2 separate regions of the Rattus norvegicus genome follow, and region 2 is linked to region 1. The links are chromatin contacts, called in public Hi-C maps. All regions are on one chromosome and are shown on one strand. Each heading gives the region's core, a stretch centred on a gene start, on an enhancer-like site or on the middle of the called end of the contact. The rest is flanking DNA. Distances are from core to core; before and after follow the strand shown.

Evidence for each region. A called contact is a pair of places that touch in the nucleus more often than the background predicts.
Region 2: a Hi-C map of frontal cortex shows a contact between it and region 1, with 1.6 times the contacts expected there. The contact joins the promoter of Amph here to the enhancer-like site in region 1.

The regions. Positions count from the first base shown.
Region 1 is chr17:50,483,863-50,491,216 of GRCr8, reverse strand. Amph (amphiphysin) reads left to right here. Exons shown (of 21, transcript NM_022217.2): 8 at 1,745-1,820; 9 at 2,399-2,481; 10 at 4,621-4,759; 11 at 5,915-6,043. Among named protein-coding and RNA genes, the nearest start is that of Amph, 190 kb to the left of the region's middle. Within about 2 kb of position 3,871, at least 28 of the 93 cell types and tissues checked have an H3K27ac peak or open chromatin away from gene starts, as enhancers often do.
Region 2 is chr17:50,675,715-50,683,068 of GRCr8, reverse strand. Amph (amphiphysin) reads left to right here and starts at 4,568. Exons shown (of 21, transcript NM_022217.2): 1 at 4,568-4,712. The coding sequence starts at 4,644.

The DNA.
Region 1 (7,354 bases), core at 2,622-5,121:
AGAGCCATGGATGTAAAGAACCATCTGCATTCATGCATATGTGAAATATATGTTTTGAAATCAGTTACAATAAAAATAGGTGAAATCAGGGTCACCTGGTGTCTGGGTAGAGGAAATAGAATGTAATGTAGCAAGGATTTAAGGTACAAGGTAAACCACAGAAAAACAGTGCCTTATTTATGGGGCAGATTTACCATTTAATTATCACTTCATTTCAGAATTCTTACATTTGGCTCCAAGTTTTTTCTAATTTAGTTAAAATTCAAAAACACCTAATTAAAGCAGAACTTGCTGACAGGGAAATAGAAGTCGTGGTTAAAATTTTTTTGTGAAGTAGTCTATGATATTTTTAAATAACATTTCTCTTTTTTGGGGTTTAAAAATTGATTTTCTCTACCTGTGAACTGCATGACCCTAGACAGTTTATCCCATTTACTTTTTCTTTTTTTTTTCTTTTCTTTTTTATTTTTTTCTCCATCTTTATTAATTTGGGTATTTCTTATTTACATTTCAATTGTTATTACCTTTCCTGGTTTCCAGGCAAACATCCCCCTAACCCATCCCCCTCCCCTTTTATATGGTTGTTCCCCTCCCCATCCTCTCCCCATTACCTCCCTCCCCGCAACAATCACATTCACTGGGGGTTCAGTCTTAGCAGGACCAAGGGCTTCCCCTTCCAGTGGTGCCCTTACTAGGCTATTCATTGCTAACTATGCAGTTGGAGTCCAGGGTCAGTCCATGTATAGTCTTTGGGTAGTGGCTTAGTCCCTGGAAGCTCTGGTTGGTTGGCATTGTTGTTCATATGGGGTTTCAAGCCCCTTCAAGCTCTTTCAGTCCTTTCTCTAATTTCTTCGGCGGGGGTCCCGTTCTCAGTTGAGTGGTTTGCTGCTGGCATTGGCCTATGTATTTGCCATATTCTGGCTGTGTCTCTCAGGAGAGATCTACATCCAGTTCCTGTCAGCCTGCACTTCTTTGCTTCATCCATCTTATCTAGTTTGGTGGTTGTATATGTATGGGCCACATGTGGGGCAGGCTATGAATGGGCGCCATTTACTTTTTCTAGTAAATGAGGTTCACCGTCCCAGGGGATTTTTGTAAGCATCAAATGAAGAAACATATAAAAGCAACTCTCTGGCTCCTGGATCCACTAACATTGGTGTTTTCTCCGTTCACTCTCATTGGAATTCTATGCACTGGAAGGCTTAGCTTAAGCAACAGAAGATCAGAAGTTTTCTGTCATCCAAGACCTTACTTCGTTTTGTTTTGTTTTGTTTTGTTTTTTTTCCCTGGGAGTTCAGATCTAGTTGAATAATCAGGATTCTTCAGTTATTTTTGAGAATGCCACTGAAACAATAAAATGAATTGAAGTAGTTGTTACCCAACTAAATGAAAAGAATTAAGTAAAATAATGTCCAGATACTCTTTATGTGGAGAAAGAATTTATCCTGGCTAAATCTCGGTTTGGCTTTTGTGCTTACTCTTAGGGAACTGTGATAAAGACAGACAGAATTTGCTACATGTCCCAGTACCCTTCCCATAGCTTCCCCTTATAAATGTGTTTGAGATGTTGCCAATGAGCAGCTCGTGTGCTGACCAGTGGAGAAAAGTCAGGTTTACTCTAGGATGCTGTTGAATTCAATATTTTTCAAAGTTTTATATTAGGAACATAGTCTTAATTTGGTTCAGGGCCATTAAAAGCTACTTTTGCTAACAGCTCCCTCTTTTATTTGTTTCCCCTTGGTAGACGAGTTGGGTTTTATGTCAATACTTTCAAAAACGTCTCTAGCCTTGAGGCCAAGTTTCACAAGGAAATCGCAGTGGTGAGTAATGGTGACTGTTGCTCTTATGGAAAGTAATGCAAAGGGCATTGCATAGAATTGCCAACTAGCCTTACCCTTACACGGATGTTGTAGCGATACTGTGTTACTACTCTCTGAACTATTTGCACTGGTTTTGAAGATTTTATTACAGCCCCACTATTTTATTTCCTCCTCTGTTAGCTGAAAAGTTGGAATTTTAAATGATGTTCTAAATTAGTATATATATAAACCTGGTCTCAAATTATTTAGATAAGCAGCAGTAATGGTGTTCTCTATTACCTTAGTTCACCAGGACAGTCATAGGACTATTTGTTAATAGATTTAAGATAATCACCTTATCATTTCTGCTTCATGTCCTATTGAATACATGTCTGATTGATCCAGCAAGTAGCACATTCTTTTCACTGTATAAAGTTATTTCAACTTAGGTGTAGATTTTAAATGTGGTATGTGGAATTTCAAGACCAATCTAATTCCCAGAAGAGTTGTAGCTTCTCACTAAACAAGTTCATTCATGGGGAGGAAAACATGGGTGGCCACCAGAATATCCTGTGTTTAACAGGCTTCTGTCTTCTTAGCTTTGCCACAAGCTTTATGAAGTGATGACGAAACTTGGTGATCAGCACGCTGACAAGGCCTTCAGCATTCAAGGAGCTCCCAGGTACGCCACTGGTCCTCTGAGCTGCATGTGCAAGTGATATCCTATGTATTGAACGTTCTAGAGCCTGGAGACCACATTGTACTATTCTAGTCACCTTATAAAAATCTAAAAGGAGCCCTTCCACCTAGACAGTGATCCCAAACTTGGGTTTTTGGCTCTTACATTTACTTCTTGCCTTCATTCACATCAAGATGCTACTGGTCACAGCAGAAGTGAGTAGCTGCTTCTGATGAACATGGAACCAGAGAGCAACAGTTGGGATAGTCATCATTTCTCCTTGTTACTTCATCTGCAATAGAGAAAACCCCTCCAGCTTTGTGCTCATTGTTCACTACTAAAGAAAGGAAAAGAGTGGAAGAGATCTCGCCGCCCACCCTCTCTCTACCTCTGCTTTGCCATTTGCCCTGCAACATGGCTTTGTTAGTGTTCCATGGCATGTTGTTATGAATGGGCCAGTCAGAGACTGAGGGCCCAGTGGCACAGCTGAGCTGTATACCTTGGTTTGACTGCATGCTTACTTTCTCCAATGATTTTATCTTACCTAACAAACCTTGAGCAGTCAGAAGCCCCAGGTTTCAGTTACATACCTTTAAGGTCAATTTGCTTTGTTTTTCTTATTCAAGTCCAATAACCTTTGGAATTAAAGAACCCGTTTAAATATCTATAGAAAAAGTAGGGTCCAATGGAATAAAATTATTCCTAAGGTGATGGTCAGTTCTGAGACTCTATACTTGTAGTTTTTAATGCCAATCATTATAAACACTTATAGGAATGTATGTACAGACTCATCCATTGACATATGCAGTTTCCAACCTTTCTCCATGTTAGCGTCTGATGATGACTGTTTTGATCATGGACTTCTCTTTAGAGTACCTACCTATAACTACAGCCTCTGCTATAGCTGCCAGGGAAGCCAGAGTGTCTTTTCTCTCCAGGGGAAAGGTGTGACCTAAAGTAATCTAAGAAAAGAAGAGAATTAAGGCTCCAACATTGTTTTTTTACATTGTTGAGCTAAGAATAAGAGAATAATAAGAATATTCAAATTACCTTTTGGATGTTATGAAACTAAGGCATGTTAAGAGTGGCTTGACATGGAAATGAAGTCAACAGAAGCATTTGCAAATAACAGTTTCATTATCAGTTAAAGCAAGAAGTCGGGTTACAGCCACTTGACAAGTGTCTCTTATTTTTATTCCTTTTCAAAAACATTCTCTGCAGAGCGAGGTGGTGAGTTAGCTCTGAAGGCAGTCTTTAGAATAGAGTATAGATTGGGCTGTTTCTAGTCAGAGGTCATGATTGCTGGCTAAGAGCCGCAATCATGTAGAGTGTCTTTAAAAGAATGTGGCTCCCTTAGCTCCTGAATGTGTAGATCATGCTGCTGCGTCTGTACTCTTATTTAGGTCACAGACTCTGCTCCGTCTGCTGTTGTCTTTAGATGTTCTTAGAGAGTAGGATGTGCCATCTGAGTCATCATGTTAAGCTGTTCCCAAGCATCTGGCAAGGTGCCTAGAACATGATGGCTTCTTAGGAAGTTGTAGAATCTCACCTGTCATGTGGTCTGCTGGTGCCCTGAAGGTGTCTGAGTTAGTCATTGTTTCATAAAGTACACAAAGAAGTATTTTGTAACTCTCTAAACATAATTCAAAAGGCACTCCTGAAAAAGATTTATGAACTCTCTCCCAAGTTGCCTTTGAAATTAAAAGTCACAGCTTTCTGGGTAACTATCTATGATTGTGGGGTGACATGACTCTGTTGTAGAGCAGAAGTGAAGCTGGTTTTCTTACTATGCCTTATGTTGGGATGTGGAGCTGATTTGGCATGTGGCGAGAACAAGATTTTATACTAAGATATAAATGCAACTGTCGTAAAGCACTGCAGTTTTTCTTTGTTTTTAACCTATTTACACCTCATTATTTACATATCTAAAACCAAGCATGGTTGACCGTGGTTCACAGGGAGCAATCAATAGTGACAGTTTCCAACATCCATTACTACTTCTAACAGCTAGAAATAACCTGGAAGTGGGGGATGAAATAACAGTGACATTAAGCTTCAGGATTTCTCTTGGGTAAAGAATATTGGGTTTTAAGAATCCTGCTTCTCAGAAGGCTTCTTGCTCAACCCTCTGTGTCTATCCAGTGATTCGGGTCCTCTTCGCATTGCAAAGACACCATCACCCCCAGAGGAGGCTTCACCCCTCCCCAGCCCAACGGCTAGTCCCAACCACACATTAGCACCTGCATCTCCTGCCCCAGTGCGACCCAGATCACCTTCACAGGTATGATGTGTGCATCAGGGCCATGGAAGAATTCATGGGGAAGTGACTTTCTTTGGGATTCTCTTGTTAAGCATTATAAGCATTATAGAAAGTTTCTATGACAAGACTAAGGCATGATACAGTGATATTATTATTGCCATTGTCTGCTTTTTTTATTTGATTTTTGTGTTTCCTCTTATTCTCAGTTTTTTTATTCTTTTGGGTGTTCTAGCCCCATCCCCACCTTCTTGGCCTGGACTATACTCATCTTTACCTTCACTTGTTCCTGGACTCCTGCCATTCAGAGGCTGAAGGAGTCTGTTCAGTGATGGAGTACTTGCTGGGTTGGCCCATGCTCTGAGCAGCTATTAGCTTTGAAAAGGAAAAACCCTATCTACAAAACTCCATTCATTCTACATTCCTCCTGAACTGAATCTTCTTTTCAGTGCTCCATTGGAGTCAATGACCACCTGGAACTGGGGTATTGGGAGACATCTCATCCCCCAAATTGTGTTACACATGAGTGGCCACTCAGTGAAAGCCAAGTAATGACCAGGCAAAATGAACTAAAGAGAAGATCCCACCACTCTTGATTTCCCTGCATTGTGTGAACATAATATTTCTGTAGCTACATTTAACATTCATGGTCCAGTATAAGCTTTATGAATATGGCTGAAGCTGCAACATTGTAAGAAGATAAGTGTAGTAGATTCTAATGTTTAAAATTCCTGAGTGGAAAGAGAAGTGGGAACTGTCTTTTGTTGACCTCATTGACTCATTTGGGGAAAACAAATGAAGAAGAAAACAAAACAAAACAAAACAAAAAACCCATCTGGCTTGATTTTTGTTTTGAAATTCCATTTGTTTTCTTATGAGAGAAATCAATGGTAGATGAGCTGAGAGAAAGAATGGCTTCCGGGTGAGATCATAGGTCTTGCAGTTTGGGGCGTTGCTTAAATTAAGATGTATGGACTCTCATCAAGTGACCTGACTTCTTCCAATTAGACCAGTGCCTGTCAGTGTTTGGAGAGGCACCCAAGGGGACAGCATTCTTGACTTGAATCGAGTAGGCTTACACCTTTGTATAGATTAGTTTCAGTTAGATGTCTGTTTGCATAGCTGTGCTCATCTGACACTTCCTCAAAGGCTACTATGTTTGTATTTAATGCTTCCCAGACAAGGAAAGGGCCTCCTGTCCCACCTCTGCCTAAAGTCACCCCAACAAAGGAACTACAGCAGGAGAACATCATCAATTTCTTTGAGGACAACTTTGTACCAGAAATCAATGTGACAACACCTTCCCAGGTGAGTGCTCAGGACAGCTGAATGACCATCAAAGTGCCATGGTGGACAGGACTCTCAGGTCAGCTGTAGATATCAGAGCCATTAATAAAATTTTATTACTTGTGCTTGTTTCATTGCTTTGTAATCAAATGATTATTAAATGTAAGGTGTATAGGATTTGAAAATTCTAATATTTATTGAATATATATACATATATGTGAAAGTATGTTGAAAAATATACAATGAAGAAGAGTTGCTGTCATCCTACCACTGTGACAAAACCTTGCATGCACTCTGGCCTATTTTCTTTCAATTTTTCTACCACGTCCTTGAGGATTTGTCAGTTTCACATTTTAAAATTCAAGTTGTGTGGTTATGCAGTCTTAATGTAGTAACTTCAGTTCATTGGTCATTTTTATGTCACAATATTATCGTAACTAAAGCACTGGACATTACTATCATACCAACTGGATATACTAACCCCTGACTCTTGACTAAATTTCAATTTCCAGATTTTATCAGCCTGCACCTTTTCTACTAGCCAGAGTCATTTCCTAGTTTTATTTCTACATTAACATTTGCACTGAGGATATTTTAGGATGGCTTGTCCTTGTTCAGTTGCTTTAACCTGTGTCCACCAATAGCATCCTCTCAGTTAATCCTAAGTGGGAACTTTAGACCTCTAGAAGCCTGTGTACTTAGCTGAGGACACCCTGCCTAGGAGATGAGACTACTTAAGTGGCACACAGAGTAGTTCCGAAGTAAAGATGAGGTCCAGAAGTGTTCTTTCTTTTTAAGTGTTTTTATTTCAAGTTTTCTGGCTCAGTTACAAGGACCCTCATGGTGGGGAGAGGGAGAATCAAGGTACTTTTGAAAATTACAGATGCCAGGAGAGTCTGTAAGTACTTCTGGGAGCCTTAACTCACCCTACTACTGTTGAATGCTAGAGACAGAAAACAGTTGGCTAGAGGAAGGGAACAAGGTAGAAACCTCATAGTTTACAGGTAGAGCTGCTACCTGAGTTATGTACCATTTCTGTAGGATCTCATGGAACCGCTCTACTGGGGCGTAACTGATGGATTATGTGCCATGTTTGTTAGTCTGTCAGCTGAATTTGAAATTAGTACCCACCAGAGATGTTCTTTGTCATTTAATCTGCTTTCTTTTAATTTTAAGGAGAGAAAGAAGAGGAATTCTGGTCTTGTTCATTTGGGGTGCGTGCGTGCGTGTGTGTTTGTGTGTGTGTGTGTGTGTGTGTGTGTGTGTGTGTGTGTGTGTTGTGTTGTGTTTTGTGTTTTTACCTGAGAAGTACCATGCCTCCAATAACTGGAT
Region 2 (7,354 bases), core at 3,319-5,818, 190 kb before region 1:
ATTTCCTAGAGCCGGGTCTAACTATTATACTTTCCCTACAAACTCCCATTTCAAAGTCTGTGACATGAATAACTTCACACCAGAAAAAGAGCTGGTGCACCAACAAAAGCTGTCAGGAGTCTCAGAACCCAGGGAGAGCCAGTGACATGCTCACATCCCTTATTTTACATCCTGCTTCTGAGGACTCAATCATCTTGCAGAAGAACCACAAAACCCCAGTGGACCAGATATGATGCTTAAATATAAATGCAACTGTAGAAGAAAAAGGTCAGAGAGGCAGGAGAAAGTCCCAGAGGCAAATCAGAAAAGGCGTCAAAGCTATCTGTCCTCCTAACTTGGAGGCAAGCATGGCCACTGTAAACTGGACTGGCTCCCATTCTGTACCAATAATGGTCTAAGCACCTGCCATTGTGGTGTCCAGGAGAGGGACTACTGAAGACGAAGAAATCTATCAACGCTCTGGTCCCACTGACAGATACCTCCCGTGGTAAGGGAAGCCCCCAGGGACATTCCAGAACTGTTCTACCACAGGCAGAAGCACCAAACCTACAGGGAGTGACGGAGGAGGCAGGGACAGAGGAGGAGCTTTAATGTGAAACTGGAAAATAATCCAGGAAACTCAGGCTCAATCTTAAGGAGTGTTTCTGATCTCAGTCATGATGCCTGACAACCTAGAGCTCATGACCCAGTCTAGTGGGCTTTTCAATAACTCTTTACAAATCCTAAGTACCAGCTAAAGTGTTTGGTCAGCATTCCAGAGTGCCTAGAATGAGCCCCATGGTAACTTGCAAATAGGAAGCTATCTACCTCAAAATTGGTAAACTGTGATGAGTTTGCACCTAACAACTGTTTAAAATACTCAGCAAGCCTTTGTTGTGGTTTGCCCTGGAGTTATCTGTATTTTTATGCTAATTCCACTGCCCCAAGGACAGCTGCCTAGTCTCTACTGAGGACTCAGGTGACTTCACTAGCACCTTCTCCCCACTGAGTCAGGTGAGGGGCAGGTACAAGATAAAAGGAGGCCTGTCATGGGAAGAGAAGGAAGGATGGGTGGGAGAGAAGTTTGAAGGAAGAGGAGGAGATTAGGACAGAAAGGAAGAAGAGACAGGAGGGAGAAGCCATGGCAGGAAAATATGGTGGGTAACGTTAAGATTCCACACTGTACCTTTACAGGTTTTACAAATGGTTTTAAGGGATGGATGTATATTGGGCTTCGTATGTTTAGGTGGGCAATTATATCTTATCAATTGGGTCAAAGGTTATTGTGTTGTGTGTTCTTTCATGGGTAGATTTAAGTGTAATGGAGTGTGGGGTGGCTGGTCTGGGCCACCACGGAGTTTGGATGTTTCTGGCATGGAAACAAACCTGCCTTGGGAACTAGATAGGCAGAGAGATTGCTGACAGCTCAGAGAGAGGCCTTTGGCAGTGTGATATGAGATGGAGCAAAGCAGGTGAGAGGCTTTGCTGACTGAGAATTAAGATATCCAGCAGATATCTTGGGGCATTCAGGTGACGGACCTAGTGGGATAAAAGAAAATCATACTTCTTTTATTTTTTATATTTTTACAACAACATGCCTTTCGATTAAAATTACCAAGAAATTACAAGACTCCTAGTACAGAGCTAGAATTGGGCACTCAGATAATAAGAACTGTTAATAATTTGACATTTTATTTCAGGTCACATATGCTGAGGTCCAAGAATTCAGTTGCAAGAGAGACAAAGGGTGGTTCTGTTGAGCACTGATAGCTTTGAGAAAAGTACAGCTCACAGTAGAAATGACTCTTCTCTGTTTATAAGAAGAGAGCACTGTTATCTACAGAGGGAGTTGAGGTGAGCTCACTGCCAGAGCAAAGAGCTTGCAGGCACTGATACTGTAAGAGTGACCATAAACTTATAAACTCCAGTGCATCCTGGTCTTTTCTGTCATTGTTAAGGTTGTATTCTCAGTCAGTAGCTCAGGGCAGAGCTGAGGTTCTCAAGCACTCTTCTTTCACTAGAGAGAACTGAATAAAAAACTCAGCTTTCTGAGTTGTCTTTGTCACTGAATGTTGACCAAGGGCAAAAAAAAAAAAAAAAAAAAAAAAAAAACAAAAACAAAAAAAAAAAAAAACAAAAAACCCCAGCTTTTCCCTTATATCTCTATACAGTAAACTTCTATTCATGTGGAATGCTCCAAACAGGGGTCAACCCTTCTTGCTTTGCCCAGTGATTCCCAATGTAAGCGTCAAGAGTCATGTGTCCTGGGACTCAATTCATTACCAGTCAAATTGGACAGATAATCCTGAGGAAAAGTCAAGTAACAGATTAGCTATTTGAGGTGCTTACTGTGTATGAAACAATGGCGTCTATTTACCATTTTGTATTCTGGACTGTGATCCACTGGCTAGCTCTTCTGTGTGTGTGTTTGTGTGTGTGTGTGTGTGTGTGTGTGTGTGTGTGTGTGTGTGTGTGTATGTATGTGTGTATGTATGTGTGGTGTGTGAGAGAAAGAGAGAGAAACAGAGACAGAGACAGGCACACACACACACACAGAGAGAGAGAGAGAGAGAGAGAGAGAGAGAGAGAGAGAGAGAGAGAGAGAGTATATTCAGCCAAGGAGAAGGTTGAATAAATGGGATATTCATGTTTCCCTCTCATATGCACTCAAAACCCTTCCATTTCCATACGGCCTCTTCAGATCCATTGTTTGTTTGTTTTTAATATCGGGTGGTTGAGTTTACTATTTGGCTATAGAGGGTTCCACTGAGTATAAAGCCTGTCTAGCTCTCAAGGCTGAGTCCTTCATCTGGCACACTGGTCTCACATCACGTCTTATGCGTTCCAGTTGCAATAGCATCATTCCAAAACCAAGACACTGGGACTAGAATTCACAGAAGACTGGTTTCAGGGGAGGGACCACCTAAGTAGCTTTAGAGAAGAAGCAGGATATTCACCAATTTTGGTCCCTGCACAACCTCTATCTTGCAATTATTGGATGCCACCTCTCTTTCTCTACTCATGAAACCCTAAATGAACCTAAAAATGAAGACTTTGCCCATTGTCAGAGGCTCCTGGAGCCCCTTTTCTGACTTGTCTTTGCCAGGTGCACAGAGGACCACATCTTTCTGTTACGACTGTCAAAAGGCAGCATCTTTAATACCAACAATCTGCAGAGGAAGGCAGATCTGTGTGAGTTCAAGGTCAGCCTGGTCTACATAGCAAGTTCCAGGACAGCCATTGTAATGAGCATAGGAAAAAAAAAAAAAGCCTTTTAGACATGTAAAAACAGCTTAGTCACAAACCCCACTACACCCAAGGCTGCGCCTGATAAGCAGAACCCAGTGACACCACTCACTCAAGGTAACCTGGCACAGGCCTAGATGATGCCCATTGGAACAGAAACCAAGAGCAAGGCTCTGCCTTGAACAAGAGAGACCCTGATCTGTCCTGTGACTGGAGAGTCAGCTCAGGGTTGAACCAGAGACTACAGAGACTGGACCTGTCCTTTGGCTAAGATTTGTGACACAGATGAGCAACCATGGGGAGATAGGCTTAGGATCATAGTTAGGAATTTAGTGTGAACTTCGTGTGTTGACTCTCAACACAATAAAAAAATATAACTTTTGTTATACTAACTACAACTCTCCTCTCTACCTTTCTTGCTTGCAACAGTTGACTTAGCAAGTACAGAGAGAGACTTTTGCTCAAAACAAAACAAACAAACAAACAAACAAACAAACAAAAAAACAACAAACACAACTGGCAGAAGGTTTTTAAGGAGGCCTCAGTAGACCTGGAGACCTGAAAGTCCCTACTGCTAGTCTCATTTACTATTTGTTGGGACAACTGTTGCTCCAGAGTGTTTGTAGCACAGGAATCTGAGAGCTGGCATAGGGCAGCACTTGTGTGTAGAAGCTGACCGTTCTGAACATGGGCTTTCCCACTCCCAAGCCTCATATTCAAATTTAAATACATGTCACGGTGGTCTGTCTATCCCTTCTCTCTTGCAAGCTGCCCTGCAGGGAATTTCCAGAAAGTCACATCCCCATCCCCCAACTCCCAACCAACACACACACACACACACACACACACACACACACACACACACACACACACACACACACACACACACACACAGAGGTTTGAACCTCTGGAAGGTGGATGTACTCATTTCTTCTGCACTCAAGGTATTTTTAGGGGGCAGTCATTTGGTGTTTTAGAGCCTTGCTGACTCCTCCCACATGACTATGTTCTTTAATGGGGGGGGGGTGCGGGGAGCAGAATAGATCCCTCAGACGTTCCTTGCTGCAAACCTCCTGTTATCTCTGCCCCCACTCCCACCCCCACCTCCAGCTGTCTTCAGGTCCTGGGATTAAGGGAAGTCTTCCATCTTTATCACTTCCTGATACTTGGCATTTGGCTTCTTTCCTCTCTTTCCATGCACCTCACTACTGGCGGTGTCACCCCTAGCGGCCGCATCTCCGCTCTATCTCTTTAAGCCGGTCCTGTCGCCGCGCCCCTCCCTCACCCGTTGCCTCCTCTGCTCCTCACGCCTCAACTGCTCCTCCTCCCGCTCCTCCTCCTCCTCTTCCTGGGCTCCTCCGCGCCGCTGCCGGCTCGCTGCGCGCTCTGCTCTTCCAGCTCTGCAGACCGCAGCAGCCATGGCCGACATCAAGACGGGCATCTTCGCCAAAAACGTGCAAAAGCGGCTCAACCGGGCACAGGAAAAGGTCAGCAGAGGGTTGCGGGCTGCGGGGCAGGTGGCGCGAGGCGGTGCGGGAGCCGATGGCAGTGCTGGCCTTGCGCTGCAGGGCCGCGGGTTCAGGTGCGGCGCACTGCGAAGTGGAGCAAGCGCCGGGTGGAGGAGTCTCGGTCTCTGCTCCCAGTGATTGCAGCTGTGCAGGATCCATTTAGGCAGCAGGGCCACGGCCCCGCAGTGGGTATACCGGGAACCCGCGGACCTCTTCTCTCCCTCCTTATCCCCCAGGCACTAAATGCTCCAGACTCCCAGAGCCCGCCCAGGGTGGCCACTCTCTTGGGCACGCCTCCAGGGACCACGGGTGGCAGGTGCAGCTGCTCTCTGGCTGCACCCCAAGCGGTCGCGGTCCCTGGTCGCCTCCATCTCTCCCCGCCCGCACCTCTTGAGTATTAGCTCTCCCGCAAGCAGCTCAGGCGTCCACGACCGCAGATCTGGGAGGGAGATTGTCGCATCTTTTCATGGGTGGGGGTGTTGTGGTTATTTGAGTGAGGTCGGTCGAAACGAACGACTTAAGCAAAGAAGACACCCCAGATGTGCGTTGACCAATGGGATGAATAATAAACAACCAACACCTTAGTACAGCGGTGAACTGGAGTTCCAGAGAATGCACATTTCTTCCTAAGTATCGGTGTCATTTTGAAGTCAATGCCCTCTGGAAGGTCAAAAATAAACAACCTCGACTCAAGAGTTTTCTGCACATCTCTGCACAAAATGCTTGTTTCTCTGCTTAAGAATCAGCAAAACAAAACCTACTCCTATCAGAGGCACTGAGTTCACAGTGTTTTGCAAGCCCAGGAGTAAATTAGCTATTGTAATTTTTGTCTCTTCAGGAGATGCGATCCATAACTAGTCCAGCTCTGTACAATCGTGTGTGTGTGTGTGTGTGTGTGTGTGTGTGTGTGTGTGTGTGTGTGTGCGTGTGCGCGCGCCTAGCTTTCCTGATTACTATATCTGATCCCTATGAGGTCTTCGTTTGTCCTGAGCAAAGGACGTTTGTGTTGGAACTTGAACATTGTATTTGAAAATAAATCTGGGCGAGTGGTAAATTGAGCTGCATTTGCTTCATATTGACATTAATTTCTGTCCCTGGGATGAGGATGTCTGTTGTTTTCTCTTCTTTCTGGAAATCAGATTTTCCTGGTTCCTCATTCTGACAGCACTTACCCTCTTGAGAAGTTTGAGTTGCCCCAAAGGCTGAGCCCAGGAGCATGAACTCTGCCAGGCTCAGTGGCTGTATGTAGTCCTCCCTCCCCGCACACATGCACCTTCGCAGCACTGTAAGAGGATTGTATTGCTTTTAATATCTACTCAAGCTCATCCTGAACTCTAGGTTCCTCCTCCTGCCACTCCCTCCGAAGCTGAATTAGCCAAGCAACTCCGGATGCTTTACAGATAATAGCCAGATATCAGCTGTTTGCCAAACACAAGATTTGGATAAGACTTTGTCGTCATTTTCCACATTTTATTTCACCCACTTGTAGTTCCCCTCCCCCGAAAATAATCATTAAATCTCTCCTCTGTGGCTTTTCTCCTACTCGGCTTTCCATCTGTGAAGTAATTTTGTGATATGGTCTGCTTTTTCACATATTAATCTAGGTCACCAGCTGTTAATATGGTCCAAACAAATGAAGGGAACTGTTATGTTTCTGACAGAGCATCCTGCTCTGTATGGACCGTTGAAAACCCATTTCTTCATGCTTAAGGTCAAATGTATATTATGCTAGCACTTGTGGATGGTGTCCACTCTTCTATAACTGGTTTCTTTTACAGGGCTTCATGTCTCTTATTTTCTTCCCTGAGACCATTGCTTATCTGTTGTGCTTGTTGTACTGCAGAAGGGACTTAAGACACCAAAGGGTCTGAGAGTAAGGGTTCTGTCCCCCTTTGAACCTGGGCAGCACAGGGCTATGGCTGGTAGGAGAGGATATAGCTGCCCAGCAAAGCCCATCTGGTAGCTGTACTTGTTGGAATTTCCCAATTGGCTCCCTCGTCTGCTTCTTCGCTCTCTTCCTCCCAATGCACACACCCCATTTCACTAATTGAATGCCAGACATGTTTGCCAGACCCTTTGCTCCTTGTTCTGATAAAGCACATTTTGTTAAAGAAGGTTGACTCTCTTCTTAGCTCTGTTCTACTCAATGGCTTGAGCACAGTTTGGTCCCAAATGCCTTACTGTAATTACTCTTAGAGATGACTTACAGCTTTCTACAAATTTAAAAAGTATGTTTTTCTCTATTAAAAGTTAGTTAAAGTTCATTGGAAGAAGAAACAAATTTACATGTGAGCAGGAACTAAATCCAACAGATTAGGAATCTCGTAGTCCTACTTTTTAGAGATTTTACTCTTTAGTTCTTAGCCTTTTGGCTAAGATAGAGAGCAGAGTGATTACTATCATCTGACATCACGCACATATCTATACAACTGAACAGGCGTGCACTGTGCAGTTGGGAAAGCTATTAATTTCATTTCATAATTATGAACTGTCTTTCATCCATGTAATATTTTACACCATCACATATATGACTGAACATAATATTGGGGCATATAGACTTGAACGAATTCCACTTTTGTATATTAATTTCTCAGTTGTTTCTCCATATAAATGCAAGCCAG